Regions from separate parts of the Mus musculus genome. Here region 2 is linked to region 1. Evidence: chromatin contacts called from public ChIA-PET data. All regions are on one chromosome and are shown on one strand. Each heading gives the region's core, a stretch centred on a gene start, on an enhancer-like site or on the middle of the called end of the contact. The rest is flanking DNA. Distances are from core to core; before and after follow the strand shown.

Region 1 (3,085 bases), core at 471-2,970:
AATTAAGATGATGTGTGTGTCTGCTCCACCTAGAGACTCTAATAAAAATTCCCTAATTTCCCCTGGGTGGGGCCTGGGGTGGTTTTCTTACTTTGTTTTTTTATTTAAAAGTATTTTTATTAGCATATCTTAACTGTACATAACAATGTGTTTCATTATAGCATTTCATGCATGCATCTAATACATTTTAAAATTTCATCTTATGTGTACAAGTGTTTTGCCTGTGTACCAGTCGCATGCCTGGTGCTCTTGAAGGCATCAGATCTCTGGAACTGGAACAGGTGATGCGAGCTGCCATAAGGGTGCTGGGGATCATACTGGAACGTTCTGGAAGAGCAGCTGTGGCTCTTAACTGTGGAACAGCTGCCTTTCTAGCCCCAGTATTTAGTTCATTTCGATCATATTCACCCATTTTCGACTTTTGTTTCTTAATTCTGCAGGCTTCACTTTCCTGTCTCTTCTTTGATGGCTGAACACGTTTCATTTGGCTTGCTTACAGGAACACAGGCTACGCCACTGAATGAATGCACTCCAATGCCAACCATTAACTTTCAACCAATCCTCAAGGAGGGGGGAGGCCTCATGAGACCATTACCCCCTCCATGAAAGGATGCTGCTGATGGGTTTCACGGCTAGTGGGGTATCTCCCCCCCCCCTGTGAGTTGTAGAGTAGTCTGGAGTTCTTTAACTTCTCATTGTAGCTTCCATTGGGATGGGATTGCAGGCATAAACTATCAGGCATGCCTTGGGGTGGGTATATTTTAAAGTTAGCATACAACTCATAGGCTTTCTTACAACTCATAGGCTTTCTTACACCATTTTTATAGTAGTTTTGGTTGATCCCTTCCTTCTTTCCCTCACCGCCCTGTTCCTTCTTACATGAGTCTTATTAGTTACTGTGCCTTCACACAAACATATTATTGTGTCTTCTCATGGGGCCCTCTATAGTTTCTGGCCTCTAATCCTTGCTCACACATAAATACATACATATAAAAATTTAAAGATAGCATATTTAAATTTGAGAGAACATGTAATAGGTCTTTCTGGGTCCTGGGTTACCCCATCTTTTTCAGTTCAAATGTGATAGTATTTTCTTTTCTTTTCTTTTAATATGTATGCATTGTTGGATATATGTATGTGCACGTGTGTGCTGGTGCCCAGGGAGGCCAGAAGAGAGTTTCAGAGCCCATACGCAGTGGTGAGCTGTCTGACATGAGGCTGGGAATTCAGCTGAGTGCCACAGCCGTACCAGCTCCAAACTACTAAGCCATCTCTCTAGCTCTCTCAAACACTTTGTTAGGAGTGTTTTCAGTATGGGCGGCTTCAGTAACTAGTGAGTAACAGTCTTTTGAGTATCAGTGGCACTGTCTTTATTATTTTGTGTTATGTTTTATTTTAGTATCTATTGTATCCTAAAGGCTCAACGCATACATTCGCTTTCCCTAAGTAACCCCATTTCACTTGTGAGGCCACTAGGGCTCAGAGAAGGTAAGAAGACTGAAGTAGCAGCGTCACAGTTCTCTAGGAAGCGTTCTGATGGCCCCTTGTCCACATGTCACTGAGGTCAAAGTTCTGAAGGCCAAAGTTTGCTTTGTGCCTGCCAAACCCGGCTCCTCCGGCAGCGACGGGGTTAACGCGAGGCCCCGCCCCCGAGGATTGTCCTTGTCTCGGGCCGGGAGCGCCCCGAGAGCAACTGCGTCTCTGCGCCTGCGCGGTGCCCAGGGGACGGGTCGGACTCAGAAATGGCGGCGTCCATGTTCTACGGCCGGCAGTTGGCCGCGGCCGCCCTGAGGAGCCACCGGCCGCAGACTACGCTGCGAGCCGCCGCCCAGGTAAGCTCGCCCTGTTCGCTTTGGCCGCGGGGGTCGGCGGGCAAGGCTCAGGGGCGCGGCCCAGCTCCGGGGCTCTCAGCGGCGCTGGCACGGCCGGGATGCCCTGCTCTGCACAGAGGCTGCGGGCCAGGGCTGCGAGCTGGCGCTCGGGGCAGCTGGGCTCGGCTCCGTCCCCCGGCCGCTGGAGGCCCGGCAGGGCGGCCTGGCAGTCGGCCTCACCTGCGGGAGCCTGCCGGAGCGATCCCAGAGGGGACGGGGGCTGTCCTTGCCCGGGGCCAACGCTTCCGGACCCCCTTTGGGTAAGGGGATGCCCTTCAAGTGTACTTTGAGGTCCAGCAAACTGTCGTAGGTGGGAAGGACTTAGGAACACCAGCAGAGCTGATCTATCAGTCAGTCCTGGTAGTGAGTACTGATAACGAGTTCTTCAGTTTCCCAGCTGATTAGATGGGAGAGTAAGGATTAGATGGGAGAGTAAATCTTTTAGAGGATTTCACTTCTGGACAGACTCTAGTACCTATTTTGCTGCTTTGTTTCTCGACATTTAGGGAGTGTCAGATGTTGTCCTAAGGTCATTAGGCTTGTCAACAGCACAGGGGTTGTCATTAAGGCCAGTAACCATTGATGACGATCTGATGATGGCTCAGAGAAGTACTTTGGCCTAGGAGACATAGCAGTCTGAGACAGAACTGAGGTTTAGTTCCACAAGGGTCCATTTCTGAAGCTGTGTGCTTGTTGTGTCTGTTCTACAGCATTCAAACACAAAAAGTGGGTACTGGGAATGCAGTTTATTTGGTAGAGGGCCTGCCTGGCATGTAGGAAGTCCTGGGTTCTATCCCCAGCATCCTTGTAACCTTAGCACTTAAGGTGGAGGCAAGAGAATGAGATATTCAAGGTCATCTTTTACATACATAGTTCAAGGCCAGCCAAGGCTTGTCACTAAATAACAAAGACAAACCAATTAAACAACAACAAGCCCCAAACAAATTGGCCCTCAGTGTTAGTACCTTAAAACTTCAAGAGCGGGATTAGCTTTCTAAGATAGAGTTTTGGTTATGTTTTGAAGTAACTAGACACATCATAGGTGGATAGATTTAGCCCCCTCCCTTCCTTAAATAATGCTGCCAAGTTTTAAGAGGATAAGGATTTAGTGAACAAATAGGATTTTATTCTAATAGTTTTTAATCTATTTGAAAATTCCTTTAAGAGAGATGCCTTTGCATCTATGGGATGCTTGATAAATTGTCTTTATTTCA
Region 2 (3,326 bases), core at 592-3,091, 44 kb after region 1:
CCACTATGTGGTTTCTGGGAACCGAACTCAGGACCTCTTGGAAGAGCAGTCAGTGCTCTTAACTGCTGAGCCATCTCTCCAGCCCACACCAGCAGTTCTTATATCTAAACTCCTACCCCAATACCAGATTAAGCTTGTAAGCTTTTTCCAGGTAAGCTTTAGTTATGCTCTGAATTATGGGCTGTCTTGAAAGGATACTCCTTGTTTGTGTCCTCAAGGTAAAATTTAGGTAATACATCTAGTTATATATTTTTATCAGGGCATATTTAATTGAATTATAGGTTATGGAGAATGTCAAACTTGACAGTCTTGTGTCAGTTCTTACTAGACTATAGTGTAACTTGTAACAATGTCAGAATAGCCCTACTATTTTAAATGGAAACGATTCTGTCTTTTGCCTTGGTTTATAATGGTTCACCTTTTTATGAACATACAGATATGCCCTGTTCTCTCTTTCAGGTTGTAAAGCTCTCTGAAATAGTGACCTTAGCCAAAGAAGCCCATGTGGATGTGAAGTTTCAATTGCCAATATGAGCAAGACCTTGGTGGATGGCTACGGGTATTAATGTGCTGTAATTCTTTATTATACTGTGGTCTCTCCTAGTGTCCCTTTTCTTTTAATGTGTGGAGAATGTAATCACCACATAGGCACACATACCTTTGAAAGCATTTGCTCTGCATCTGATTCTGCTGCTGAGAATGGACTGTTTATATAAAGAATGTCTGATATAAACTTACGGTGGTCTCTTTTCTTGCAGCCATCTTTTTTTGCTTCCTCTACAGAATGTCACTTGCAGTATGCCTGCTTTCTGGTGTTGGATACAGAGTTCTTCATTGATAAGAGTTCTATAAATAAAATTACTACAAAGATAAAGCTTTATTCTTTAGTATAAAAATATATCTAATAACAGCCTCATTAGGACAATGGTATGTTATAACAATGTTTTATATAAGAAATATTTATCTTCAGCATCAAATGGCTCTTAAATGTATCAATCATTATTTATACATAGAACTTGGAAGCACTCCTCAGAACATCTTTTAAGTATTTTAGAGAAGTAACTTGCTGATTATTTGAACATCATTTTAATTATTACAGGACAATGATAAGTGCAAGTCGTCATGATTCTGTGGTGGTAAAAACACACGCAGATTGATAAGAAAGGCACCTATTAAGACTTGGACAAAACTAGAATGCCAGCTTAAGTCAATAAAAGTTTCCTAATGTAATTTGGAGTTATGGGTTTTTTTTTTCTTTTGAAGTAACAGGTGTTCATTTTATTAATTGGTCTAAGGATCCGGTTTATAGATCATACAACTGGACATGGCAGTACATATTCTAAAGCTTTAGAAGTCTTGTTTGCAGATCTACTGTCTGCTACATACTGTTATTTCTTTCACCTGCATATTTGTACCTTTGACTCTGGGGGTATGAGGTGGGGATGCCCTGTGGGCTGCTTTCTTAAAAATCCCTGAACACATGAAATCTCAGATTTATAGTTAGGGTAGAGTCCTGTGCACTACTGTACTTCCTATGGAGAATATAACACATTTTAAGTGTGTTTGCATGGGTGACTTCGGGGATAGGCTTTCTGGCCTCCTGGACCAGGCAAGCCGTGACTCCAGTGCATGCAAATCCCTCGGGTACGGCACCTCCAGCAGGTGCGCGTGCTTGGGAGAAGAGTCAAAACAAGCAGTGCCCAGGCAGCACACGGAAGCTGTTGATGCTTTTTTTGGTGAGTTTTTTATTTTTTATTTTTTTCTTTCTGGTAAAGAGTTGTATTTAGAGTGAAATTTAAGTGTTCAATGTGGGGGCCAAGTGTAAAAGACTACAGTGAGAACCACACCCTTTCCTGTGGGGACAGGAGTGAGAGAAGTGTGTGGTAATCAATTTTCAGATTTCTGTAATGTGTAGTCTTTAAAAAAATAAGATTTAGAAGTTTGTGCTATTAAAGTTTTGAGTGTAAAGAGTTGAGAGACTAAGACAGTAGTGTTTGATTTAGAAGCTGGTGTCTGAAGTAACAGCCTGGGGAGTGAAGCCATGTGTCTGAGTCCTAGGATGGCATCTATTCAGTGTGTCCCAGTGACACACAAGAGCTAGGTAATGAAGCCCGAGCTCCTGGAAACCAGGCTTGGCTTCACTCTCTTACATGTCCTCTCATACAGGAGGATCTCTGTCAGTGGAGCCAGCCTAGACACAGAGAGACCCTACCTCAAGGAAAAAAATCCTTTTTCGTTTTAAAATTTCTTTTTAAATTAGTTTACAAAGTAGTGGGTCTCTGTCTGGCTTTTTAATACATTGTTAGTCTTGATTAAATACCCTCACCACTCCCTTCCCTGGCCCCACCCAATACCTGCTTTAACTCTTTATCCCCTGACTGTCTCCTAGCATTGTACTTGGCGTTTCCCCCATTAGAGTGGTTTCCCTCCCACCTGGTCTTCTGACTCTCCGAGACACTCGAGGTTAAGTATACAAGTCTAAAATTTCACAGCGAAGGATCTGTACACAAGAGACAACTTAGTCTTTGTCATTCTGAGCTTGACTCTCTCTCATTTAGTGTATTTTCTAGTTCATTCCATTTTTCTGAAATTTCCCCAATTTCATTTTTCTTGTAGCTGATTAGAATTCTGTGTACCATACTATCCCTATTCATCGGTTGATGACTCTGTAGGCAATTCCCGTTTCTGTTTCTTAGCTTGTCAGTAGCACACCAGTGAACACAGTTAGCAGGTATCTATGTGCAGGATGTGGAGTCCTTTGGGTATCTATCTGCCCAAAGATGGTGTGCTTGATCCTATGGTAGTTGCTGTTTTACCTTTTTGAGGAACTCCACCCTGATTCCTTCGTGGCTGCACCAGTTTACACCACATCAACATAGAGTAAGTGTCGTCTTTCCCTGCGTCTTCACCAGCTTTTGTTGTCATTTGCTGTCTTGATGATCAACATTCTAAGTAGAGTGAGGCAGAATCTCAAGGGTGTTTTAATTGGACATTTCCTTGATGGCTGAATATTTAAATTATTTCCAAACAGTTTTTAAAAAGTCTATTAGCCGTTTGTACTTCTGAGACTGTTCAGGTCTGTGTGTCCCATTTCTCCCCTCCCCCCAATTAAAATTGGGTTGTTTTTTAGAATTTTAGTTTCTTGAATTCTTTGCATATTCTAGATAGTAATCCTTTGTCAGGTAGATGTATAGCTAGCTGGCAAGGATTTTCTCACATTCTCAGGCTGCTTCTTTATTTATTGACAGTTTCGTTTGTTATATAATAGATTTTTAATTTCACGAGGTCTCATTTGTTGAGTATTGACCATATTTTCAGTCTTCTTC

What was found. ChIA-PET counts read pairs in DNA pulled down with a chosen protein or histone mark.
Region 2: a contact with region 1 is called in an RNA polymerase II ChIA-PET map of memory CD8 T cells, with 9 read pairs. The contact joins the enhancer-like site here to the promoter of Sucla2 in region 1. A contact is called at or near these places in 1 of 39 promoter capture datasets (macrophages), 1 of 484 Hi-C or Micro-C datasets (nephron progenitors), 4 of 115 datasets of contacts at active chromatin or transcription factors (the SCID.adh cell line, effector CD8 T cells, embryonic stem cells and 1 more) and 3 of 9 other capture datasets (adipose tissue, liver and pancreatic islet).

What each region holds. Positions count from the first base shown.
Region 1 is chr14:73,551,066-73,554,150 of GRCm38.p6, forward strand. Sucla2 (succinate-Coenzyme A ligase, ADP-forming, beta subunit) reads left to right here and starts at 1,721. Exons shown (of 11, transcript NM_011506.4): 1 at 1,721-1,832. The coding sequence starts at 1,743.
Region 2 is chr14:73,594,915-73,598,240 of GRCm38.p6, forward strand. It overlaps Sucla2 (succinate-Coenzyme A ligase, ADP-forming, beta subunit), which reads left to right. Exons shown (of 11, transcript NM_011506.4): 11 at 460-1,230. The coding sequence ends at 534. Among named protein-coding and RNA genes, the nearest start is that of Sucla2, 44 kb to the left of the region's middle. Within about 2 kb of position 1,842, at least 1 of the 459 cell types and tissues checked has an H3K27ac peak or open chromatin away from gene starts, as enhancers often do. A contact at or near this core is called in memory CD8 T cells, where this site is marked.